6 separate regions of the Mus musculus genome follow, and regions 2, 3, 4, 5 and 6 are each linked to region 1. Evidence: chromatin contacts called from public Hi-C, HiChIP or PLAC-seq and promoter capture Hi-C data. All regions are on one chromosome and are shown on one strand. Each heading gives the region's core, a stretch centred on a gene start, on an enhancer-like site or on the middle of the called end of the contact. The rest is flanking DNA. Distances are from core to core; before and after follow the strand shown.

Evidence for each region. Promoter capture Hi-C pulls out the DNA fragments that hold promoters and counts their contacts. A called contact is a pair of places that touch in the nucleus more often than the background predicts. HiChIP or PLAC-seq counts read pairs in DNA pulled down with a chosen protein or histone mark.
Region 2: a contact with region 1 is called in a promoter capture Hi-C map of liver, with 5 times the contacts expected there. The contact joins the enhancer-like site here to the promoter of Zfp770 in region 1. A contact is called at or near these places in 7 of 39 promoter capture datasets (the 3T3-L1 cell line, the HPC-7 cell line, cranial neural crest and 3 more) and 3 of 115 datasets of contacts at active chromatin or transcription factors (bone marrow-derived macrophages and embryonic stem cells).
Region 3: a contact with region 1 is called in an H3K4me3 HiChIP or PLAC-seq map of embryonic stem cells, with 10 times the contacts expected there. The contact joins the enhancer-like site here to the promoter of Zfp770 in region 1. A contact is called at or near these places in 6 of 39 promoter capture datasets (embryonic stem cells, hippocampal neurons, liver and 1 more), 3 of 115 datasets of contacts at active chromatin or transcription factors (astrocytes, embryonic stem cells and large pre-B cells) and 2 of 9 other capture datasets (adipose tissue and embryonic stem cells).
Region 4: a promoter capture Hi-C map of hippocampal neurons shows a contact between it and region 1, with 3 times the contacts expected there. The contact joins the enhancer-like site here to the promoter of Zfp770 in region 1. A contact is called at or near these places in 10 of 39 promoter capture datasets (the 3T3-L1 cell line, 3T3-L1-derived adipocytes, the C10 cell line and 6 more), 3 of 115 datasets of contacts at active chromatin or transcription factors (astrocytes, large pre-B cells and stem cell-derived neural progenitor cells) and 1 of 9 other capture datasets (adipose tissue).
Region 5: a contact with region 1 is called in a Hi-C map of B cells, with 12 read pairs. The contact joins the promoter of BC052040 here to the promoter of Zfp770 in region 1. A contact is called at or near these places in 9 of 39 promoter capture datasets (the HPC-7 cell line, cranial neural crest, embryonic stem cells and 5 more), 3 of 484 Hi-C or Micro-C datasets (B cells and CD4 T cells), 8 of 115 datasets of contacts at active chromatin or transcription factors (the 230-238 cell line, bone marrow-derived macrophages, embryonic stem cells and 4 more) and 3 of 9 other capture datasets (embryonic stem cells, liver and macrophages).
Region 6: a promoter capture Hi-C map of liver shows a contact between it and region 1, with 9 times the contacts expected there. The contact joins the promoter of 3110099E03Rik here to the promoter of Zfp770 in region 1. A contact is called at or near these places in 7 of 39 promoter capture datasets (the 3T3-L1 cell line, embryonic stem cells, hippocampal neurons and 3 more) and 2 of 115 datasets of contacts at active chromatin or transcription factors (astrocytes and embryonic stem cells).

The regions. Positions count from the first base shown.
Region 1 is chr2:114,199,267-114,203,599 of GRCm38.p6, reverse strand. Zfp770 (zinc finger protein 770) reads left to right here and starts at 2,168. Exons shown (of 2, transcript NM_175466.4): 1 at 2,168-2,263.
Region 2 is chr2:115,755,378-115,759,710 of GRCm38.p6, reverse strand. All of the region lies in intron 10 of BC052040 (cDNA sequence BC052040), which reads right to left. Among named protein-coding and RNA genes, the nearest start is that of Gm52524, 19 kb to the left of the region's middle. Within about 2 kb of position 1,795, at least 16 of the 459 cell types and tissues checked have an H3K27ac peak or open chromatin away from gene starts, as enhancers often do. A contact at or near this core is called in liver, where this site is marked.
Region 3 is chr2:115,713,550-115,717,882 of GRCm38.p6, reverse strand. All of the region lies in intron 10 of BC052040 (cDNA sequence BC052040), which reads right to left. Among named protein-coding and RNA genes, the nearest start is that of Gm52524, 61 kb to the left of the region's middle. Within about 2 kb of position 2,407, at least 6 of the 459 cell types and tissues checked have an H3K27ac peak or open chromatin away from gene starts, as enhancers often do. A contact at or near this core is called in embryonic stem cells, where this site is marked.
Region 4 is chr2:115,692,769-115,697,101 of GRCm38.p6, reverse strand. All of the region lies in intron 10 of BC052040 (cDNA sequence BC052040), which reads right to left. Among named protein-coding and RNA genes, the nearest start is that of Mir1951, 56 kb to the right of the region's middle. Within about 2 kb of position 2,476, at least 6 of the 459 cell types and tissues checked have an H3K27ac peak or open chromatin away from gene starts, as enhancers often do. A contact at or near this core is called in hippocampal neurons, where this site is marked.
Region 5 is chr2:115,579,174-115,583,506 of GRCm38.p6, reverse strand. BC052040 (cDNA sequence BC052040) reads right to left here and starts at 1,791. Exons shown (of 11, transcript NM_207264.4): 1 at 1,522-1,791. The coding sequence starts at 1,622.
Region 6 is chr2:115,510,303-115,514,635 of GRCm38.p6, reverse strand. It overlaps 3110099E03Rik (RIKEN cDNA 3110099E03 gene), which reads left to right and starts at 2,435. Exons shown (of 3, transcript NR_030712.1): 1 at 2,435-2,497.

The DNA of each region.
Region 1 (4,333 bases), core at 919-3,418:
GGTCACCATCACCTTGAAGAGACGAGACTTGCTTCCCCCTTATGCCTACTGGGGACTTAGAACATACCTGACACGCCAAGATCTAGGAACCATGTTCACCATTCAAAGGTAAGGCAAAGCATCTCTTTTTAAATCCATAGGACCTTTGGTGAAAATCCCTGAGGCTCCCCTTCCCAGCCAGTTTTCCTCTGTACCCCCTGTATCAGGGACCACAAATTTTACTTCCAAGACCCCTTCTGTAGGATACCTAGGACTCCATTCAACACTCAGATTCCTGTTCATAGACACTGTTTTGGCTACCTTTAAGTTCCTAAACAGTCCCCAGCCCGATATGAGAGAGGACTGTTGGGTCTGCCCAAAACCCTAAGCTCCCTACTGTATAGGCATAGCAACAACAGATGCCAGACCATCAAGCTGGTTTCCCTCAACAATAGCATATCATGCCCCTGAGATACTCCCCTCACCTTAGGGTATATAAGGGGAACTGGAATTTATTTTAGGTCAAAAAGATATCCCTACCTACTTGATCTTAATCTCAAGTATGTCATGATCCTGATGTGTGTGCATTTGATAAAGGTCTTTAATAGCATCAGGCTAAAAGAGAACAATCTCCTGGCTTCACCCAGAGGGTTTTGGGTTGCCTGTACTCCAGGACTTACTCCTTTCTCTCTGTTAGCCATTTTGCCATTGAGCAAAAACCTGAATTGTGCATAATGCTACATATTCTACCCCAGATTTCCTATTATGAAGATACTGCAGGATGCAGTCACAAAGGTCTCCTGCAACAACTAGGTAGTGCCCCTATTCTGATACCCACACTAGTAAGACTGGGGATAGCAGGCTCTCCTGCACATGATAGGACAGCTCTAGTCCCGGGATGCCAGCATTGTAAAAATACCTGAGAGTACAAGTTGATAAAGACTTAGCCCAGCTTCACTCAGCCACCTTCTTCCTACAAATTCAAGAAGACTCCTTAGCTGAAGTAGTCCTACAGAGTCAAAGGGCTCTAAATTTATTGTTCTTAAAAGAAGGGGGCTTATGTATGGCCCTTGGAGAGCAAGGTTGTTTATAAGTTAATCACTCTGGGGTAATCAGGGACACTCTGGTAAAAATTAGAAGTAACATCCTTGATAGGGAACAACAGAGAAAGAAAGAAAACAGAGCTGGTATGAATCCCTTTTGAATTGGTCCCCTGGGTTAACTTCACTCATCACAGCCTTGGTTGAGCACCCCCCCCCAGCCCCCGATGCTTATATTTTCTAATGATAAACTTTGAGTCCTGCATCATTAATGCCTTGATTTCCTTTATCAAGAACAGAATTTCCCCTGTTCAGTTGTTGGCCTCTAGACCTAGTCTATCAGCTTAAAGGTCAGTCAGCTCTGCTTTGTCTAGATAGCCTATATGTTGCAAATGTTGTAAATGCTGCAAATGCACCTATTCCATAGAAAAACTGGTTCTGATGCTTGCTCCCATCACAGATTTGTATTTGGAGTGTGCATTCAATAAATCATCCATTCCTTACTGAGATTGGTGTCTGAGTCGTTTGTGTGGCTATTCCTGGACCCTAATAAGGGTTCTATCATTTCACAAAGCTTTTGTATTTGGTATAATGTCGAGTATTTTACATGCATGTTGTCCAAAGACATCTTACATAAATCATCAAAGAAGACCCAAAATGCTGGGCAAAGAGTTTTCTATATTGTAAATGTCCAAAATACATAGAACTAGTGAAATCAGCAAGACCAGCCCCTGGCAGGACAATGGATAGGGCCCCTGAGAGAAGCTGATTCTGTATGCCTTCACCTCTTGGTCGTATTTACAGAAATATGAAATGCTGAGAACAGTCGTGATCTAGAATGTACCTAATACTGAGAGTTTTACCAACAGCCCTGAGCTTACAAAAAATTATGAATGGGCTTTGAACTCTAATCATGGATTCCAATAAGAGCTGGCGTTTTACAGTCCTTTCTGGGACTTCCACAATGAAGGGTCGGTAACAGTAGGGCAGAAAGTGCATGCATCCATTTAGAGTCTTCCTTTTTCTCTCCTTGGAAATTGCAGCACTGGGTGGATAAAAAGCAAGCAAGGGCCCAAAGATCGTGAGAGGATGTTTCCGGACGGACCACATTCAGAGCGCGCCTGAACGCCGCGCTTGCGCACTCAGCCAGTCGCCGCGCTGACCCTGCGGACGTGAGCTTGCCTGCCGTCTTGGCGAAACCCAGGCTCTGAGATGCGTCCCTGCCCGGCGTTTGCCAGCTCCGGGTGAGTGTGGAGGACCCCAGAAGCCTGCGTGCGAGATGGAACGAATCCCGGGGAGGGTCAGGCCTGCCCAAGTCCCGCCGAGGTTCCTGGGGATCCGAACAGGGTGCCACGACCTCGGCTCCTTGCATGTGCTTCGTCAGAGCGGTAAACTCAAAAGAGCTGAGCCCCGCGCCCCATCTCCTGGGGTCGAATCACTTATTTCCCATCTTTCACTCAGCTCTTCCCCTGCACCCCATCTTCTGGCTGCAGTCAGTGGAGCTTTCACCCTTGCCCTTCTTTTCTAGGCATGGGATATCACAGTCCCTGAACTCGGCTTGACCCCTGCAGACTCCTTACTTGCACAGCAGATGAGGCCAAACACATAGCTTCCGTCTAGGGAAAGGTGATGCATGGATGGTTCAAGGCCAAGAGAGTGGGCCATGGAGAGAAAAAGAAAAAAAAAAAAAAAAGAAAGAAAGAGGCGAAGACTGTTGTAAATGTTACCATAGATAATTCTCCAGTTGGAACTCTTAAGTTTCTCTACGGTGTTTTATTTCTTTCTTGTAATTTATTTTGTATTTTGTGATTTTCTTTTAAAGAGGTATTTGCAAAGACAGTGCTACTTTCAACCTTGAAACAACATTGGATTTTATCGATGTCAGTTTTTATAGTTACTTGGCTTAACGTTGTGTGAGCTCCTATCATGTTATAATGTCTGGATAGTCATTGAGGCACATCCATTGGTTTGTCATGTTTCACTTTAACGTGAAAATTAGCTTTTGTGTATTTTTTAAAAAGTTTAAAAAGCCAATGGGGGAAAAAAGATCAGGTGAATGGGATTTAAACCTCTAAGTCCACAGGGGGGATTGTGCTTGGAGTGTGGAAATCCCTGACCTTTTACTTATAAATAGGAAGTGAGATCACCACTTGCCACAAATGATTCTGACAAGGTAGGGTTCGCAGTAAGTGCGTATCCAATCCTAATACTAGTGATAGCTACTTGACCGCAGACCCTTTTGAGTACAGGAGCTAGAGGTAGCCAGTGCCTGTTGTTTATAATCATATAGTTGCCTTGTGTTGTTTTAGTGCGAGACTTTTTGTTTTTTTGAGAGAGGGTGGTAGTCTGTAGAATCAGTAAGTGGAAGGAGAAGTATACAAAAAGATTGGAGAAGTTCTTGAGTTCCCCACACTCAAACCCTATAGTTTGACCTTAGGCAGTTACAAGGTTTTGCCCACCAACTTCCTGGGGAGAAGCTGCCTTCCCATTCCATACTTAGTATGGAGTCAGTGCAGTACAGAGGTTTTTTTCCTCCCTTTAGCCCTTCACCAGCCCTCTCCTGGCACAGCCCATAGGAAAAAGGGAAAGCCCTTTGTTAGACATTTTCCTCTTGTGCACTATATCCATTAACACTCACTTGGTGTCTTTCTGTTTAAGAGAACACTGTTGCAGCAAGTGAAGGAAGGTTTGATTATTTAAGCTTGGCTCATTGTACTGATTGACGACCATCTTGACAGTTGTGGCTCAGCAGGAATTCAATGAATTGCCTGACAGGAATTAAATATATTTCTGAATTCTTTGCAGTCTGCTGGGTTTATGATAATTTTAATCCTCCTAACCCTTAACTCTTTGCCAACAAGTTTGCATGTTGTTCGTTTTTAGGTTTTTGTTGTTGTTGTTTGGTTTTTGTTGCTTTGTTTTGTTTTTCAAAGCTGAGAGAAATAGAAATACCCATAACCCCAACAGGTGTTTGTTGCTGGGTTATATGATATATTTTATAAATTAGTAGAGTGTTTTATGGTCTAATTGTTTTATTTCGTTATTTAAATGAATTTTTTCTTTTGACTACTAATAAGATAATTTTGCATGCATATTTTAAAATAGTTGAACCAATGGGAAGAAAACAGGACTCTATTGTGTTCCTTAGAGCTCTTGCCTGTGGGCACTTACTATGTGGTATATATTCTGCTACTTTACCTATTAAGCCAATTGGCCTGCCTGTGATCCATTGAGTTGACTTTACAGCTAATAATGAGTATGGACCTGTACATCGGAAAACACTGTTAAAAGCAACTAGTACAAAATAGTCTCTC
Region 2 (4,333 bases), core at 546-3,045, 1.6 Mb before region 1:
TGAGGTTAGAGACTTGGCTCCACTCCTCAGTGGCTGATGGCACAGTGCTTCAGAGCTCTCACTGTATTCTACAAACTGTACAGTGATATGACTATTCTCAGACAATGCACTCTTCTTATGTGACAGCTGGGGAAACCGAGGCTGTCAGAGGTGAAATGCTCAAAACCAAACAGAAAGCAGATGGGATTTCACAGAAGGGATTGGTATGCCTAGCTGAACCAATTCCACCTCCCACCTGTGGTGGGCAGTTAGATCCCTTTGCATCTGTAAATAGGGAGAGCGAGATCTTCTGCCTTCCTAAAAACCTGCCAGATAGAAACAAGACATTAGGAGAGACCCTGACTTCTCAGGGGCTCCCAGCAGTATGGGCAGGTTCAACTTGGTGGTGCCCTTAATTCCAGCACTTGGGAGGCAGAGGTAGGTGGATTTCTGAGTTTGAGGCCAGCCTGGTCTACAGAGTGAGTTCCAGGACAGCCAGGGCTACACAGAGAAACCCTGTCTCGAAAAACCAACCAACCAACCAACCAACCAACCAACCAACCAACCAACCAACCAACCAAACAACCAACCAACCAAACAAACAAAAAACAAAAAACCAAAAGAAGGAGACAGATTTAAGACAGCTGTGCTATGGCTTGCAGAGACTCTATCTGGGAAGGCCAGAGAGGGCTCTGAGCAGAGGGGTGGTGGTTTTCAGGGACAGTCTTGAAGTCTAAGGTGAGGAGAAATAAGAAAGGGAAGAGACTGCAGATGTGTAGAGATACAGATGTGGATGGATCAAGAAGATTCACACGAGAGCAAGACAGTGATCATTCAGAAAACATGGGTCGGGCGGGGTGTGAGCGAGCAGGGTTGATGAGGGTGAAGGACTGACACCTCAGAGGAAGCTGCTCTGAGGGCCAAGGAGAGCATCAACTATAAGAGGCACATTGGCAGCCCGTTCTGCCCAAGGGCAATCCTCCTGCTTAAACCCAAACACTCCAGGCTTGTTTCTGTGTGCAATCCCTGAGTTAAATATTTACTTTGTGTGGGGCCAAAGTATCTACTGCAGCTCACTTATTTGGGGGTAAACACATTAAAGAAATGTGTACACTAAAACAAACGGTCCCCTCCTCCCTCCCACCACATACAGAAAAAAAAGGGATTGCCATTCAAGAAAAAAAAGAAAAAGAAAAAGAAAAAAGAAAAGAAAAGAAAAAAATTCTGCAAACTCGACTTGCAAGCTCACCTTTCCTGAGTGGTTGAGACAAAGCCATGTCTATATAAACACTTCCCCCACGGCTCCACGGGGTTCCTCTGATTTGTATTCTTTGAGAAGTCAGTGGGCACAAGGTGACCAGGGAACAGTTTCCTTTAGTGAAGTACACGGCAACTTTATTGAACTTCACAAGGAGTCATTAGCTGAATTTTATGATGATAAGGACTTCCAGGCGTGAGTTCCCTTCTGATTGGTTTTTGATTAAAAGTCAGGTAAGGCAGAGCCGGCCCTGGACTCTGAGGGGAACTGCAGCTTTCCCCTCACCAGCTGGCTCCGGGATGGAGCCCAGGAAGCAGCAGGGGCTTTGATTTCACCAAGAGAAAAGCCACAGTCATCGTGGAGAGGAGTTGCAGGGCTACTTTAAACATTTCATTAAGCTTAAGACCCTCTTTTTTTTTTTTTCTCCCAGAGACATTTGTGGCCGCCTCCTGCTTCATTCTAGGTGACCAGATGAGCCACTGGCCGAGGGTGGATGTGGGCCTTCAGTCGGAGGACTGATCCACCCATGTTGCCTTTAGCTGATTAATAGGTGTTTATTTTTAGGGTTTGAACTAACAGTCTGGGCTGAGGCCAATGCAGGGTGATATCAGAAGGAACCCGTGAGTGTCTTGTGCTCACAAAAGACCTTTGCTTTTTGTGTGGTTGTTGGCGCAGATGAAGTCTTTGTCCAACTTGTGAAACTTAATAGCATAAAATTTAATACTGAAGGCAGAGAAACTTCCTCTACCCTGCTCGGTTGCCTTCAGTACCTGTGACTTGTTGGTACACGGCTAAATATTGTTGGACAGAGAAGGAGAGACAGGAAAGTAACACGGGGTACCTCTGCCTACCTGGTGTACGCAGTCTAGCTGGGTTTTGAACCTTGTGACACACACAGGGGAGGCTAGGTGGGTTAAAAACTGCCCAAGGACTTTGCTAGCAAACCTTCACAGGAAAATAGGTCTAAGATTTTTCCGTTAGCTTAAATCTGTCACCTCAACCTTAATGGCAGGTTATGTCCCAACACTGGCACTCCTATCTTCCCTTTCAAGCTAACACAAAAGCATTTCCAGCTGGACTTTTGAACAGTGGCAAGCCTTAGAAGTCAGGGTTGGGAAAGGCTGACAGCAGAGCCATCCCTGTGGGAGCCCATTCATGAGGCCCCACGGCAGAGCAAGGCACAGTTGTATTTCCACTCTGAGGAAAGACACCGAAGATCTCAAGAGACTGAAAGTTCAGTCTGTGAAGTTGTTACATCCACAATTTGATCAGCAAGGCCTGGAACAGGGACACGAAGGGCAATTTACCACCATGATTTCCACAGGGAAGCAATCTTGGTGCCTTTGGTCTATTTTCATGATAGACGCTGCACAGATCAATCACCCAGTGCTCCCGACACATTCATAATGCCTTTTAGGCTTATTTATGGACCAAGCATTAGTTTGACTGAAGCAGGCTAACAGGTGCCATTTGGGAGGACAGTTCTTTCATGTCACTGACGATTACATACTGGCTCTAGAATGGATCCGCCTTGGGCAGGTACCAACCATCCCTGTGCCAATTTTGTAGCCTCTCAATTCTAATGTCTTTAGGTGGCCGCTGCCACTCTGGGACCTTGACATTTCAGCGAGGACAGAAGTGGTATCTGCAAGAAGAGGAAGATCACTGTGTGTACAGAAAAGCCTTTCATAGTAATGGTATGATGATATGTAAACTTCCTTATAGTGTGAGAATTGGTTAACACAGGGGCTTGTTTTCCTTTATTAAACTGCACTTAATTTGATAGGGTTAATATTTTTAGGGTTGATATTATTAATTCAACAATAAAAATGGATGTAGTTTATGGGGCTGTAGAGATAGATGGCTCAGTGGTTAGAGCGCAGTGGGCTTATGTTTGGTTTCCAGTACTGACTTTGAGGCATTCACAAATAGTTGTTAACTCCAGCTCCAGGGGATCAGGTGTCCTCCCCTGGCTTCCACTAGCACCAAGCTCATGAGCACAACCCCCAACAACACCTACAGATATATGCATAATTAAAACTAAAGATAAACCATTGAAAAGCTGAAGAATACTACCGTGGCAAAAGCTTCCTCGATTTCATTAGATACCCTACTCCATTTTCATTAGATGCACGCTACTCAAAAATTTAAATGCAGTAGCCAAAACAAAAACCTTTAGTAAAGATTCAGAGTACAGACTTTCCCCAAGTTTTATCTTGAGTTTTCAAAGTGCTTATCATAATCTGATTAGGCTCATTAAAATGTTTCTACATTAATTTGTTAAAGGTCTAGACATCATTAGTTTAAGAAAACGGTTTGTACTCTTAATTCACTTGTGTGTGTGTGTGTGTGTGTGTGTGTGAGAGAGAGAGAGAGAGAGAGAGAGAGAGAGGGAGGGAGGTTGGGGGAGAGGGAGGGAGACAGACAGAGAGAGACAGGGTGGGGGCAGGGGAAGTGTCCCTTTCTTTGGAAAACTGTACATTATTACCCAAGGGAAATGAAAGTCAAGTTAAGGGAATTGAGGTAGTAAGTGTGGTCCCTTCTTTCTCTGTGTTCTGGAGAACATGGGAAACATGGGAAAGGCTGGCTCTTACCCTACTCAGGTTACATCACTAGCTAGACTGCAAAACCAGTTTCTTTTCTTCAAGAACAATGCATTTGCAAGGTGCTTTACAGAGGCTCTTAGAGGACACGGACATATAATTTGGGAGAATGATGGAGGCAGGGAAGCTGGGTGAGCCCAGGCTGGCCTGGGGACCATGGTGAGAGAACAGAGGGACACTGATAGCTTATCCAGGCACCCAGGAGAGCCCTGGGAGGTGGTGTGACCCCCTCACACATAGACCCTGTGACAATGACAAGTCTTCCAGTTGAGTCAGCATCAAAGTAAAAGCTTTGCAGTTTGTATCTCAGTTTCTAGAATGACACCCGAACCTTCCACTGTTCTTACTCAGGTTGCCTAAATGCAACAGGCTGGACATGACTGCTAAGTGATAAGAAACTAAAATTTTAGCATAAATATGTTTTGAAACTGATGAAGGTATCTTCCATTGAGATACCAACACTGTTTTCACTGCATGTCCATCCACAGACAAA
Region 3 (4,333 bases), core at 1,158-3,657, 1.5 Mb before region 1:
AAGCCTTAATTTTCTTCATGGTTCCTCAGAGAACTAGCTGATGTAAGGGGAAGGGGTATAAAGGAAAAATGCAACTAGAAACTAAAAGCGCATGCAGGGCAGAGTTCAAAAGCAGGGCCACTGGGCAAGGAGGCATGCTATCCAAACACTGGCTTCTGCTCTCGACAGAGAATGCTACATCACAGCAGATGCTAAAGTATGAGCTCAAAGCCAGCGATTCCTGCAAAACTCCCTCACTGCTAACCAAGCCTGCCTCAACTCCGCATACACTGCTTTACTTATGGCCACTCCCAGTCCTGGTATCTTTGGTTATCTTTTGCCTAATGTGTATATATATTTAAACATACTCATGTTCATACGAAACTAAATTCACTCATTTCACAGAGAGGGGTATATGCATGAGGGAACAAAAAGGAGTCAAATGGATCCTAATCATTAAAAAAAATAAAATCTGGTTCTTAAAGAACTTTTTATATCAAAGTGGTAGGAAGCAGTTATACAACACCAAATAGTTATACAATTAAAACAATTCCTCTTACAAGGATAAACTCAGGTTCAACACTAAGTGTCTTAAAGCTTACTCAAAACATTTTATATGTATATATACTCTTGGCTCTTTTTCACTCTTGGCTACCTAGACAAAGACTGTGAGTCTCTGACATACTTTTTAAAATTCCCTGCTTTATTTTAATGGTAGAACTTGTACACCTTTTTAAGAAAGTAAAGATAGTGACCTTTATGAATGAATGGCAGAACACACAACTTTTGGGAAAGATCCTAACAAAACAATCTGGAGTAAATGAAAACTTAGGACAGCCAAACCAACATAATGGCTGCTCTTTACTGTACAACTCTGGTAGCCGCACATAAAAGCTTTAAATATAACTGTACCAGGGCAGTGAGACAGCTGAGTGAGTAAAGGTGCTGGCTGTCCAAGCCAGGGCACTTGAGTTTGATTCTCAAAGGTGGAAGGAAAGAAGTGTTCTCTGATCTCCACGTGTGTTCTGCCAAAATCCCATGCCACCGCCTCCATATACCAATTGCACAGTTAGATATCTTGGGTGCTCTTAACTTTTGTCTAGACACATAATAAACACTTTCCAAATACTGCACTTGCTTAAGCTAAATGTGTTTTTATTACAAAACACACACACACAGACACAGACACACACACACACACAAATAAAAACCCTAAATGCTTAATAACAAGAGTTGGGAAGTAAGAAAATGTTCCCATTCCATAGATAGATTTCATCAAAAGCTCCTGAGAACACTGCTTTGCTTCTCCTTTCAGGACTTTCCAGACACACACGGATATGGATGTGTGTGTGTGCAAATGTATTCATATTCACTGAGCAGGTGACAGGCACTTTTGGGTTGGTCTGTTTCTATCTGACATAGATGAAAAGAACTCAGTAGTCCAGATGGCAGAAGCCTCTGCACGCTAGCTTAAGTACCAAACAGGGAGCGTGACCCAAACAGTAGTCAGTGCTCTAACCCTATTGCTCCTACAATCATGCACCACTGTTGAGCCCAGAGGTAGCAGAGCTGAAAAGGACTAGCTATGCCCTTAGTTCCAGTGCTTCTTTTTCCCATCTTCCCTCAACTCTTTTTCTCTTCTCCTTTTTATATTGAATAACAGTATGTTGGATCCCAAAGGCCTATGTAAATGCCAGGTGAGCCTAGTGGTTCTAGCTTGGGGAGGTGGAGACAGGGCATCCCCAGAGCAAGCTAGCTCATGGGACAGGCCATATTGATGCTCTGTGTGCAAGTGAGAAACCCTGCATCAGTGCATAAACTGGGAAAAGCAAGTGAGCCCAATTCCCAGCAGGAACCTCTTGGATGAGCACCCACATACAAACATGCACACCATACACACATCAGGGGGCAAAAGATAGAACTCAGAAGTTCAAATCAGCTAAAAGTATGTATAGGATATTTGTGCATATTTCTTTGATTCAAAAATTTGTAGTGAGCAGCATACTTAAAAAAAAGTTAACCAGTTAATTTTATAGTTCATACACACTAACCACGAACATGTAAAAACAATGCCTTTGTAATTCTTAGAGTTTTTTGAAGATCTTTTAATTTATGCATATGGATGCATGTATCTGTGTGTATGCACATGGGTGTTGATGCTTGCAGAGGCCAGAGGCAGGGGATCCCCTAGAGCAAGCAGGAGTTACAGGTGGTTGTGAGCAGCTCCGTGTGAGTACTGTACTCTCGTTCTCAGAGAAGGCAGGAAGCTTCTTAACGCCAGAGCCAGCCTTCCAGCTCCACCATTTATAACTGTTGTAGGCCCACAACTTGTTTCAGAACAGTCCTTCTGAAGGCTTCACAGACCTGTCCTCTGGAGCAATTTGCAGTGGGGCCAGCAATTCTAAGAAGGGGATGGTTGCTTAACACAACAAAGGACCCAGAACTAGATTCCTCAGATTGTAACGTTTATGGAGGTTGAGTAAATTCTTAAGCAAATTTAAAAGACACAAAGAGCTCACCTAGCCAGCATCCTGTTTTCTACAATTCAGAATTTATCACCAACTGGGTGTTTAATGGAGAGCAAGGATAAATTTACTTATCATTTATAGTGCCTTAGCTACAAGATGATAATAAACCAAATACTTAAGTATTAAGCATTTATAAATATTTTAGTTGTGAAAGTGAATCACTCTGCTTTTACACATGCTTGAGAAATAGCAATCTTTCCCCATTTATTTTACTACAATCCATTAGAAAACTCTGGTGTTTCAATTGTATACATATTGGCTAATCTGAGAGATTTGTGGATTATGATGTGGTCAGACTCTGAAGAATACAGATAGAATGCAATCATGTATTTACCCTTTCTACTTGATGACTAAAGAATATATGTAAAAGTATGAACAGTGCTTAGCTCTCTGGGATGTAGGACGCTAGACATGGCTGCGTTCAGGACAGTGTGCATGTCTTAGAAAATCTTCACCCTATAGGTATGTCCTACAGCCAAAATATCAAGTTGCTTATGACTAAGCAATATATATGGTGGCCATATACTTAAGGCCATTAGCCTCCATTCTAAACTTTCAAAGTTAAAGAGACTGAATAAGAAGTATAAAGGGATCCAACTCAATTCAGTAGAATGAAATGACTGAAATTCAACTCAGATACTTCCTCAAACTTGCTGTGCCACAGTATGACAGAAAGCTGTTCCCAGCTCTCTTTACTATGTTTTCAGAATATTCCTTAGTGGTCTTAGTTAGGATTTCTATTGCTGTGATGAAAAACTGAGGCCAAAGCAACTTGGGAGGAAAGGGTTTATTTGGCTTATAGGTTCATACTGATAGTCCATTCCTGAAGGAAGTTAGAACAGGGACTCAAACAGGGCAGGAACTTGGATGCAGGAGCCGATGCAGAGGCACAGAGGAGTGCTGCTTATGGGCTTATTCCTCCTGGCTGGCTCAGCCTACTAGAGGATTAATTTGAGATACAGAGAAATAAAATTCTTAATACTACAGATTTAAAAGGTTTGGTCATTCTGGGACTGTCTTACTTCCAGGTCCGAATCCTTGAACTGACAAGGTGCTGCTCATGCAGAAGTATTCCTTGCTTTCAGGGTCAATACAGAGCACTCCTTTATGTCACCTGCCTAGCTCCTGCATGTACCCCATTTGGAATTCTGTGATCAAAGGGAATGTATTATGCTCCTTGTCCACCTGACTTAATGTTTGAGCCCAAACCCCAAGACCTTGAACAAGTGAGGTGAGCCCTATAGCACTGACCCACAGCTGCAGCCTATCCAAGCTCTTTAGTTATGAGAGTTAAGATAGCAAGTTAAGATGACCAAATAGATGAGTCAGCTCCTTGCAGACAGCTTAACCCAGCCTACCCTTCCCTCATCCATGGCCCACCCACCACTGATTATTTTTTCTTTCCTGTCAGTATTCTACTCATGAGTCCTCAACAGGTGTTATGAAAGAGAAGGTTGAGAACTGTCAGGCTGAATAGAGATAAACATGCTTCATTTATACAGACTTCTCAGGTCCTTAGTACTCTACTGCAGTGGACAATATTTCCCTTAATTATTTGACTGCCCACCTTTCTTTGGGAAGCATTTTTTGAGACCACAGTAGTCACTGATGCTCTTATCCAAGCAAGCTCATTTCACATAGAATACAAAATTTCAATTTTTTGTTACATACTGTTCTTTGTAGTAATTATAACATTTTAGATGGGATTCAAGTGGAATAGAGAAGAGTAAGACAACATGATATGGGGTTAGAAAATAAAAATTTCCATGTTATTGGATATGATACATTTAACAATCAAAATTGAAATAAAAAGGCACATACTTACT
Region 4 (4,333 bases), core at 1,227-3,726, 1.5 Mb before region 1:
CGCATGCGCTACCACCACTCGACCAGCACACACCTTTAATCCCAGCACTCAGGAGGCAGAGGCAGGTGGATCTCTCTGAGTTTGAGGCCAGCCTGCTCTACAAAGCCAATTAATTCCAAAAGAGCCAAGATTAAACAGAGAAACCCAGTCTGAACAAACAAACAAACAAACAAACCAGACAAAGAAATGATAGCTCCATTAAAATATATTTAAAAAAAACCATAGAAATAGAAACAAAGTAAAAGGAAACCAAAACTAACTAAATTAAAAGAAAAAGGAAGAAAGGGAAGGAAAAATAATAAAAACAAAAAGAAAGATGCTACATAATGCCAACAGACCATTAGGAAGTGGCAGGCTGGCCAGGGGTCTCTGAAAGGGTTAGGTAGTGGGGAAACAAGACTGTGAACTCCAGAGGGTACTGGCCATGTTCAGCATCTACTATGTGATACTTTCCTGAGTGTACATATATGTTAAACTTATCCAATTATAGGCTTCAAATACATGTGCTTTATGTCAATTATATACACCTGGAGAAAAAAAAAGCTGTCTTAAATCTTTAAAGCCTATTTATTAAAATAGGTTTTTATTTGGAGCAATTTATAATTCAGGATAAAATAGAAACTCTAATTAAACGTTTAAAAATATATACTCCCTAACAAATATCCTTTAGCCAATTTATCTCCTGAATTTAAATTTATCATTTAAATTAACATCTGGATCATATATAAATCAACTACTTGATTTGAACTCCCAATAAGGTCACTGTATTCTGGATATAAGGGTACAATGATAGTTTTTTACACTGACTCTACAGATTCATATTAAATATAGTGCAAGGCTGTTGAGCAAGACAAGAATACCTGGCTCATTTTGTCCATCCACACAGACATGAGTCCTCATGTCCTGTGTGTTGGCAAGATTTTTAGCTTCAGCTTAGTTTACTCATAAGCTAACGAAGTGATCTATCCAGTACTTCTCCCCAAGCCTTCTGTGAAGCTTCATGGTGGAACAAAACGGCATAGGTATAGAATTCATAGGAAGACCCTAAGCCTCATTTGCCAATCACTCAAGGACAGGGGTAGCACTCCTGTGGAATATCCCATTGCCTGTACACATTCGCTGCTTGGAACTAGTGTGTCCTAGTTAAGATTCCATTTGGTGGACTGGAGCAATGGCTCAATAGTTAAGAATACTCACTGCTCTTGCAGAGGATCTAAGTTCGGTTCTCAGCACCCAGGCTGAGCAGTTCCCATCTGACACCTTTGGCTTCTGTGGGCACCACATTCACTTTCACATACCCACACACAAATGCATAATTAAAATTAGAATCAGAGTCAAAGCTAGGTCAGTACTTCAATGCTAGGTACACACTAGCAACACTATCTAAGTTTGCAAGATAAAATAAATTTTCTAGGGTGCAGACCCTATCACAGAAGTGAAATTAGTTCTCCAAAAGTAAATTATTTATCAATATGGACAAAATGTTTTCTTTCCATGTGATTGAGAATACAAAGTGAAGCTTACACCCACTTCAGTCTGATCTCTGTGCCACTAGACTTAGCTACAGAAAAGGTCCCACAGAAGGGTGCACAGAACGGTGTTGGGTGATTGGTGCTAACACTGCTGTGGGTGTCCCTTTCTATTGAGACGCTGTTATCCTCCTCTTACCTGTCTGCATGGTTGGATCACAATGTTTGCATTCTTTGATGGCCCCTCAATCCCTTCTTTGTTGATTTGGTTTAACATAGCATTTCTGAACCCTGCATGACACAGATGAACTCCATCACATGGGTCAGCAGGAAAAGCTAGTGTTTCAACACTTCATTGTTCCCTGATTTGTGAAACTGGTCACTATCTCCCTCAGAACACTCTTCACCATGCTGAAAGATAGGGATCGGACACATAGGTGCGTACCTAAGGAAGTAAAGAATTTCCTAACAGACATGTTTTCTTTCATTTTAATCCTTTGTTTAAACTCCTTTCAATCTTGCAACAACCATGTCTTCATTGCAGAACCTGCTTGAAAGGCTCAAGACAACATTTCTATTTTTTTGCTCAGTTTTGCTTTTAAAGTTATCATTGCAAATCACAAATGATGGCACACTGTGCAAACTCCTTGCTGGGGAAAACCTTGTGATTTATATTCCAGCTGCAGATGAAATGGTTTGGGGACCCTGAGAAAACATTCTCATGAAGGTACTAAGTACACAGAAAACACTTTCCTTGTCTTTATCAAATATTTTGAGGTTGCTGTAGCTAATAACAGTGTCCAGTATTTGTCGAACAATGGGCTGTCAATACCTCCCAAGCAACTCCACTATGAGAGATGGAAAGGCAAATTATTATATTTTACCTTCACAGAGGTCCTCTCCAGCGCATTGGCTAATTATTAGTCGATCTGTCTCTTGTTGCTGATGACTGCTTGTTAGTGTACTGCAGCAGCGCTTTCTGAGGCTGCTGTAATTGAAGGTTTGTGAGAGCTTCTAATGCGGAGGCACAAACTCCAACTTACGACAGATGTGATCAGCCTTGCCTTTAACAAGACTGAAATAACTGGAAATCTGTGACTTGACTAATTGCAGGCTTCCTGAAAGTATCTTAATACAGGAAAAACTTGGGCCATCCTCTGAAACATACCTTCCTTACCTCTCACTGCCTGGCGGCCTTGTTTGAAATGCCTCCTCTCAGGTTATCACCAAGCAGAGAAAGTAATCACTAGACCATTGAACAAATAACTGATCTTTAAAAAGCCCTGAGAGGGAAGAAATGAACTCAAATCAATTTCTGCGGCAGAAGGTATTAGCTTAGCATTGCCTGTAGGAGAGTAGACTCTCTGGAGCCAACCATTCAAAAATCTGACAGATGGAACCTGGCTCTTAATCTCCGTACAAGTACAACAGTGTGATTAAGGTCCTATTTCCTCTGGTGTTCATCTCCACAGCCTTACTGCCAGCACACAAAGGCTTTGGAAGATGTACACCTTGCTGCCATGGAGACTGTCCCTCAGACCCAGTGAAGAGGAATCCATGCCAGGCACATGAGCTTAGAAGAGGCTCTGTTCTTATTCTGGATGCATCCAGTTCACACAATGAGGATTCTACAAGGTCAAAGGAACCCGACCTCTGTCTCCCTACCTCTAGGCCATGCTCTTTGTTGTAAGGACATCAAAATGTGCTCCTTAGGGAGCAAAATACCCCTACCATGGCCGAGCACTGGAATGTACAACCTCAGAGGGCAAGGGTTTGTGGAGATTTGCATGGGGCTTGGCTGTCTACATTGGGTTATGGTCGACACCTTTCCAGGTGAAGTGAGAAGAAGGAGAAGACAGGGTCGTGGGGCACCTACACCCACACTCCTACAGATAGCCTGGACGGGCAAAGAACATGGGGATCTTCACACAAACCTCAACTTGCAAGTCTTTACGCACAGCAGACTTTTTTCTAGCATCTCTAAGGAACCACCAACTGTCTCTACTACAGGGTTTCAAGGCATTCCATTTCAGTTTTCACACCAAAGAAGTCTGAAACGTTGGCATAGGGAAGGACATCATCAATGTAAAGCTGGGTGGGAGAAACCACATCTACAATTTCAGCATTCAAGAAGGTGAGGCAGGGGGATTACCATGAGCTCAAAGCCAGCTTTAGATACTGAGTAGGATCCTGTTTCAACAGAACAAAATAAGACAAACAAAACAAACAAACATAAATATTTAGCTGGGAAACTTTACAAAATGCATTTGCCACGTGGTTACTCTTCATTGCCCAATTTAATAATAATATAAAAAGTTATAATATTTCTCTAAAACAGGGCTGTAAAAGTTTATATATCTATAAAGTCTATAAAAGGGTTTTAGAAATTGAGACACTCCCTACTATCCTGAGGATGACACTCTCAAGAAGAAAAAACTGGACCAATTATGGTTTAATGTCACCATGTCTTATATAATCCTTAACAGTTTATTTCAATTATAGTTGCACATTTAAGTATGAGTATACCTATCGCACAATCATGCAATGAATAACTACCCACTGATTGCCTACTGTATGACAGGCATTCTGCCAATTTCTGAGCATTTAAAGATAGATAAAACAACTAGGTAGCATTAACTCGAAGGAGGTGACAAGCAAACACCAATTATAATGCTTGATAACTGCTGTGGGATCACCAGCAGAACACAAGCAGGAGTGGCTTTGCGGAAGCAATAAGGTTTTCTAAGGAGATGTCAGCCAAGTTGAACGCTGAAGCTAGCTAAAGAGTTGCTATGTTAAAGAAGGTGATTCAAACTGTCTGATGAAGTGATACACAAGAAAAACACAGAGGCAGATTCCTAGCT
Region 5 (4,333 bases), core at 542-3,041, 1.4 Mb before region 1:
TATATATATATATATATATATTTTAATGGTGGGGCTGGTAAAATAGTTTCGTAGATCAAATCACTTGCCAAAAAGCCTAACTACATGAGTTCCACTGCCAGACCCATTTGATGGAAGGAAAGAAACAACTCCAAATTTTCTTCTGACCTCCACACATACCTTGACACATATGGATCCAAATACATACATATGTTCTTTTGAAAATAGTAATATGTGTCCATAATGATAGCAATGTATCAAAAAAGCTCCAAAACTCCCTAGCAATGTATACACATATAAAACATTCCATATACTATATAACATACATGTGATAATATACCTACATCTTATACCTTTTCCCCCTGGATGGTCAGTCACCACTCATTTTAGAAAGGATGCAAAAAAAACTAGTGATAATAATTAAATTCCAACTTGTCAACTCTGCTCTTGAACAGGAACTATGATAAATCCCCTAGCTACAAAGTCCTTAAGTATGGACAATATTGGAAGGAGAGCCTTTCTCTTTAGAGTCTAGGAAAATTAGTCTACCAAATATGAGGTCATGAAAGATATGCTTCAATTTGTATTGATACCTACTATCCAATAACTTGTCTTTCTCAATGAAATCTCTCTGGTGATGCATGGTCAAAGGCTATGTGTTATTGATAGGAAAGCTCTCCATTAGGAGTAACTATGCTCAATGTCATAATATGTTTTGAATAAAAAAATATACAAAATGTTCTGTATTATTTAACATATTAATTATGATGACCTAGTTGTTTTGAACAGGTATTCAAGTAATGAGTGGGTCTCAGTTTTTACATCTTATAAATGGAAAAAAATCTATGTTATATAATCTCTAAGAAACCTTTCCTAGCAGGTGGGAAAATCCTAAAATCCCACAACAAAGTGAAAAGTATGAAACCCATGGGGAATACGTATGCACACAATGAGAAACCTTCAGACCTTGAGATCCAAATGACCAGACTCAAGAGTGTGACCCCCTAATGTTCTCAACTCTATAAAGAATCTTTTCATTGCACAGCCAACAAGACAAGGCCCCCTTTGGGCCTGGGCCCTCTTGCTACCAGTGGCAATCCGAAAGGGTCCTGTTCACTCTAGATCTACCATCTCTAGGTGTCTGTGTCAAGTTGGCAGCACCCCAGTGCGATGAACCGCCAATTCACGTTTTTTTACGTTGCAAAGATCCCATTACCAATTATTTACTGCTAGTATCTGTGGATTAACCACTGGTCATCTATGAAGCACCTACTTAATATGTGTACACTCTCATACCCGCAATATGTATCAAGTAAAGATCTGCTGAGTTGGATTCAACTCCCAAGGCCTGGAGTGACTTCAGGAGCCTCAGCCATTAAATGTTTTGTATGGTAGGCAGGTGGAGGGAAGAGAGCATTCTCATGATCTTCGACCTAACTCTGTTCCTCCCATTTGTGTGTGACACGTGGCTTCTATGACTGCCAGGGTGGCGGGAACTGGGGTGCAGGTAAAATGCTGTGAGAATTGGAGATGGGGACTTACCTGGGGAACCTCTGCTTCAGCTTCCTCAGGCTCTGCCTAGTGGGCGGTACAGACACTAGGCACTGGGCTATCTCCTCGTACTGGGCTTTGGTTAGTATCATATTGGGCCCAAGGAAAAATCACCCTTGGGCTCGTGCGGGCTTGGTGCCTAGAACCTAGGGAAGGGCAGAGCGCGGTACGACCCTGGGCCCTCCACTTATTTAGCTATCCCTTATGCCCCCAAAGCACACCCCCCTAGCTGCACCGCGGGGCGGAGACACGCAGCGTCCCAGGCTTCACCTCCGCGGGAGAGGCGGGCTGTAGAACTATTTGCGCCAGCAGAGTGTACTGAGCAGCCGCAGTAAGCCGGGCCGAAGGCAACTAGCCGCCATCTTGGGTAAGGGCAAAGCAACCAGGAAGTGGCGGCTGCGTACCGAATTCTTTTTGCGTCTTTAGGGGCAGGTGTCCCCAGCAACACCTCCCTGAGATCGGAACCCAGACGCTCATTGAAGACACTCTGCCAGCTGCGAGAAACACAGACGGCCCGTTTCGGGTCACAGGGATGCTTTTCCAGCCTGGAGTTGGAAACCCGGAAGTGCTCTGGTGGAGCGCGGGATTTGAATGTGTTTTTTTCCGACACGCCCAGTTCTGCCGCTCTGAGCAGATGGCCTGCAAAGGAGCAAGGTGAGCGGAAGCTAAGCAGCGAACAGGATCTCTGCAAACCAGCGGTTTCGCCTGTGCTGGGAAAGTTCTTCAGCCTCTCCCGTGGAAGGCAATGCTGGTTTTGTTGAGAACTTAAATTCTGCATTAAATTCTCTGGTGGAAAGCAATGCTGGTTTTGTTGAGAACTTAAATTCTGCATCTTAAAACAACTGGCAGTAGAATGTCAATTCCACTCTCGCATACATAAAGAAGTAAATTCCTGGCCCCCACAATAGTGAGTGCCCAATAATGTGTAGAAATACGAACTTCTGAGTTAATATATTAGAGCATCTATATATTTGGTTTGGTTTGGTTTGGTTTTTTGAAACCTTTGTTTCTAAGGTGGGCGTATGATATGTGTTCTCTCCCATTTTGAGCAAAAGGAAGAAAATCTGCTTAGGTTTTAGCACGTTTAAACGGTTTACTGCTTTCATTTGGTGTAAAGTGTAAGTTGGAAGGTTGGCCTAGATAAGACCCCATTGGTAAATTCTTTAGTTCATCAAAGCCTCAATTACTTTACCTATAAAAATTTGTAATTCATGAGGCAGGTTTTAAGACTAAATAAGGTAGTATAGAGCCAAGTTATGGAGTCACCGTAGTTGTCAGTCAACAGATGAAAGAATAAACAAAATGTGGTTTAGAAACACAGTTTTAAAGATTAAAATAATGACTACATCTGGAAAAAGGACTCAAACCAATATCTTTTGCTTCCTCTCCCTTGTGGCTCTTCAGTTTTACATAGATCACAAGTACACACACATTTACATACATACACATATGTACAAGAAAGAACGCAGAGAAATACTGAGAAAGCAATAAGACTGGGGGAGTGTGTGGACATAAAAATGAAAGAATTTATATTTGTGAAATCAGCACTATGTCCAATGACCATCTGTCAATAAAAACAATAAGATAGTACAAGAGACATTTATTTAGCATAGCATTCAACAGACATTATTTACGTAACTTAGGTTATAAAGACTAAGTTCCTTAAGTAAACTAGGTAGGATGTTTACTAGATAGTGTTTTGTTGGTATTCTTGTAAGGACTCCCTTAATCCCAGTAACTTCCCCTGGCGCAGGTTCTATCCCCATTATTGCTCCGTCCTTCCTTTGTTCAGAGTGAACAAAGGCATAAAAGGTCAAGGAACTTCCCGGAGGTCATGAGAACAAGTCAATAGCCAGAGTGGGATTTAAGTGAAAATTGGTACGCTGTGTTGCTGCCTCTCAACAATGCGTAATCACTTCATCTCCTAGTCACTCTCCTAAACCCAAAGGGTCCATTTTTCTGTTTTTTTTTTTTTAAAGTAAATACTCTAATTAAAAAAAAAAAAATCACATACAAGGGGCTCTTTTTCCCCCTCTAGTTTTCACTATATTTTCTTGACAGTTTCCAAAGTTCAGGACCAACAGCGGTCCCTGAATTGAGCAAGCGCTGCGAGTTTCTAGATCTTTACCTCAGAAAGTTTCCTTCCCATATGCTTTACATCTAGATCTGGTTGTGTGACATTAGCGCATAACCGTTATTTATGGCAGCGGAGCCTGGAGTTGCCACCTGGTTAGTTTGTTGCTGACCCTGCCGTGACTTGTGCAGGAAAGCTGACTGACGAGAAGCAGACAGCACTTGGCTCCCAATCCCTCTCCCCTTCACAGCTTCGCTCCTTCCAGTTCACAGCCATCGGGGATTTTATAGAAAACATCAGTTCAAGGATGTTTGCGCTAGTTGTTTTTATAGCAACCCTCTTCTCCCTGGCTTTTGTCCTGCCCTCGCCCTCACAACCCTTACGGAAATGGCCAGGTTTCTTTTCTTGTTTTTATTTTGAACATGCTGGCAGCCTACTATTTTAACTCAAATCTGGTCGTTGTTTACAAAGTTAGTACTGGGAGAAGCAGAGTGTTCTGTGCTGCTTTCATCTGCAGTGACGTATTAGGTACAAAATAAGAGCTGGGCGGAGCTCTTCTGCTGTGACTTAATTGGTTTTTTTCCCCTCCTAACAGAAATGCTTGCACTTGGCTGAGCATGTACTTGAGGCCCCCTTTTTTTCTTCCTGCTCCTGCCCGCTTTGCGCTCATCCCTCATCACCCCCTTCCTGGATGGTTGAATGTTGAACATTTTAAAAGAGGGGTGCAGT
Region 6 (4,333 bases), core at 1,186-3,685, 1.3 Mb before region 1:
GGGTCAAAATTTTCTCTGTTACCTCTCTACCTAAGTCCAAAACTTTCAATAAATGAGAGCTGGATTTGCTATTTACATCTTACGTCATTAAGCCACATACGTTCAGTTCTAATGTGGTGCTGGTAAATTTCTTAACAAATTCTTTCCTTCCGTTTACTAGTCATTTCAAACTGCACTTAATGAAAATGAGATACCTAAGTTTGTCAGAATCCGTAGTTCGGTTTTTAAAATTTAATATTAACCGATTAAAGACAGTAAACCTGGCTTGTACAACCCCTTTAAAAGATGGTTTAAAGCATTACCGAGACTTTACAAGAAAAGAAAAAAAAATCCCAACTTGGATGAAATCTAGCCCATTAATTGAACATTAGAGAAATCTGAGCTGAATGCTGAACTAATGATCGCTTGGCTCTGCCTTGTTTGGCACTTGCCATGGTTTTGACAATGATCACTTGACTAGTAACACTATTTTCTTTCTGAACTCAGGGGGAAGAGGGTTGGGAGCGGGGGAGGGGAGAAGAAGGCGCAAAGCCTAGGTCCTCCTATTTCTTGGTAATTCCAGTGTAGTCTGGCTGCGTGGCAGCGAAGGAGCTAAGCTGCAAGGCTCCCTTCAATGACATGAAGCTTGTTTCTTCAAAGAAAAGTTGATGCAGTTTTTAAGACTGCCTCTTTTCTGAAAGGTCAGATGGCTGCCCAGTTTAGTCATTTCGTGTGTTTATGCATGCCTCCGCTGGGATAAGGCATTACAAAACAAAGCCCCGGATTGCAATCAATCTTGGCCTAAGTGCAAAGTCACCCGACCAATCTCTGGAATCCTGTGCCTATCATGAGACAGGGGGAAGGAAGGGCTTGTGCCTCCTGCACTTCTTCTCAAGAGAAAAGACAAAACCCCTTCCTAAGCCTTTGTAGGGCTCCTGCTTCTCCTCTGCAGCCTGACCCATCTCTCAAATTCAAATTACAGGGTTTTCTAAAAATACATCCTTCATCAAACATCCTAATTTACAGTAGCTATTTTTCACAGAGAAATGCCTGATTTTTTGTTCATTTTTTCTTGTTATTGTTGTTGTTGTTGTCTAATTCAGATTGTAAATGTCCTAAAAATGTTCTCCTGGAGTTATTTTTAAAACCTCATGGTAAGTTAGGTGTAAATACTGTGACTATTACTGGGACCTTAGGAAGCAACATATTTTTGACTGATTCCTGGAGGTGAGAATGCCATTTGGAATTTTAATTAATTTAATTTCCATTTTAGATAAAATTACTCTGAGAAATCTTAATTCTAATGAATAAATGGATTTTATTTTTTCTTTTCTTTCTTTTTTTTTTTTCCATTGAAGATTCCATTAGAGTTAGGGAAAAAATAGAGGATAAAGTTTCCTTTAAAGAAAAATTAAGGCTACAGACAGCCTTAATAAACCTTCTGCAAAGTAATCGAGAATAGCCAGTGGTCTGTTCTCTGCAGAATTAGTTCTTCCAAAACAATACTAAAACTGAGCAGTCGTACTTTTTACAACTCTGGAGACTATCTAAACAAAATGAGCAGATTTATAGGGCTATTTTTAGTGCGCGTCACTGCATTACAGTTTACATTCGCTTTTGAACCTTATTTGACATCCCTAGTAGAAAAATACAGGCAGAACACTCATTAAGACCCTTCATAAAGACAGTCTCCACGGGGCCGTTACCCCCCAAAAAAACCAAAGTTGAGGTGTGTTTCAGAATGTTCTTTTGGACTCGAAAGTTTGTTTCCATTTGTCAAGAAAACTCTGAGCCCAATCGCAGATCCAGAGGGTCTGTTTATGACCGCCTCTCCTGCCCTACTCGTTGGTGGTATGTCCTAAAAACAGAAGTAAAATCACACTCTCACGGTTGGGAATTTTCAGAGAGCAACAGGTAAGTAGGCTATGTCTAAGTACCTATTGTTTTCCCACAAATTGTAAAGTCACTTCCAAGTATAAGTAACTTGCTGAAAAAGTGAAACATTGGGACTTTCTGCAAACCATTCTTGCATGGAAGGAAAAAAAAACATGGAAGAGCTTATGCAATGTTATGAAATATTTCACCACACAGATTTATGGAAAAGCTACAGTTGCATTTTAAAATATAGTCAGGAGAATTAAGTGCTTGCATTTTGGACACCAAGTTTCTTTAGCTTTTCCATCCAGAGAGAGAGGTGGGTGTCTATTTCCTTCATGGGCTGTCCTACCTTCACCGGAGGTTACAAATGAAGACTCCATCTCCTTTGTGTATTGTGGGAAAAAAAAATCAGCCAGAGGAAAATACCAGAAAGACAAGTTCAGATGCAGCTGTCATGTCTTTTCCTCCAATGGGAAGGGGACGCTTTCATAAGGTTAGACTGTCCGGGGAACTACATTGACATCCTGCTAAGTGTTACGTGTTTTTATATTAACTGTGCTCAGTAAGACTCTACAATAAGGAAATGCCTTAGCTGTAGACATCATTTATGGAACCGTATAAATAGAGCTCACATTCAAAGGTAAGAAAACAGACAGGATTTTACACCAACTACCCTCTGATAAGATTATGTTTTCAAAGCGAAAACCATGTCTACAGAATGTTGTGGTGTGGAAGTATCCGATTAAACTCTTAGGAAAACAGACTTTTCCACAAGCGGCCTCTTTATTTGCCACACCTCGGGGATCTGATTAAAAGTTAGTGTACTGCATTTAAACCTGAAAAGGGATTCGTGTAAAATTATGGCTTCACAGATTGCTCTTTGAGAACTGAAGATGAAACGAGAAAATGACATTTGGACTAAGAGCCATTGTAACTGCTGGAAAAATGTCAATGGAGGCATTTGGGGGAGGTTTCAGCTTGCTATAGAGGAATCAAATGACCTAAGAAAGTAGTTTTATAGCTGAATGAGTGTTTTTAACGAGTTAAACATGTTACTACGAGGACCTTAAAGCCACGCTGTAAACAATAGCTTTGATTAAAAGATTGTCAGGATTGTTTGTTTAAATTTTTTTTTTTTTTTGTATTTTAAGTTTTCAATCATACTATTTGGCTTTGCAGTATGAAGAAATGATATATTTCTACTGAATTTATCAATTACTAATTAATTTGGTGGTGAGTGCCTAATTTGAGGTTCTATTTAGCATAGGTCCAGGTTGAATTTCTTCTAACGTTTGGTTATCCTTGGCCTATTTAACATATGAATTAAACCCAAATATCTTTGAAAACTCAACCCATACCTTTTCCTTCCCAGATCATAAAAATAATTTATTGTCGTAATCTCAATTTATAGTTTAGTTAGGCAGAGTGAAAATACGACCTCTGAAGGAATCCCCCCCCCCTTAGCTCCAGTCTGCTTTACAGTGGGTTGTGTGTGTTGCTACAAGTTGCTGTAGCTAACACTTAATATGTTGATGTAAGAGAAATAAGCTGCTCTGCATTTAAAAATAATATTTAGATGAGCAAACATGCAAAATCCTCTGAAAATAGATGATTTTGCTCCTTGTAACTTTAACTGAAAAATATGAAAGAAAAAAAATGAGAGAAACCTAGCCATAAGGCCAATCTATTGCAAGCAGGGACAGATGAGAGATTTTTCAAAATTAAACTGCTAGGAAAAGCAGTTGTGAGGCAGTCTGTTTTCTTACTGGGGATGGGAGGAATCAAGGGTATTATAATTGAAAATGCATGCCTATAGCAACTAAAATGTTCTTTTAGGATATTCTTGTTTTGTTTCATAAATATATTTTGAAAAAAAATCAAAATGATTAACAACGTTTTTTTTTAATTTTGGTGATCTTTCCAGTTCTGGTGGATTTAGTTCAAATTTTAAAACATTGCTTTATGTGTTGTATATTTTTGCCCATAAAGCATTCTCCAAATGGTAGTTATTTATGTGAATAAAAGAACAAAGCATGGAAATATGGCTTTTCTTCCTACTCCATTATTGAAACGGAATATGATCATTAGCCAGGGCCGGGGTTTAGTCGCAACACTTTGAAAAATAGCCTAAATGAATAGGTGTCAAATTAATCAAGAATGGAACGATTGCATTATTTTAAAAAACTATATATACCATTAGGGGGTTTCGGCTATAAATAATTGTTATGAAGAAAAGAGGAGGTTTCATCTTAAAAAAATTAGCATACGCCACCTCTTTAGGGTGTTAAAAAGATTGAGCGCTCAACAAGGATTTGTGAAAATCACGACCAGGGAAGCGGGATTATAATAACATCTCACGATGAAACCTGACCTTAGAGATTGATGCTGCTGTAACAGGGTCATTCTTCCACTGACTTAGTGTGGGTATGCCCCGCCTGGGTAACCTGGGAAAAGGGTCTCTGAATTCAAATCACAG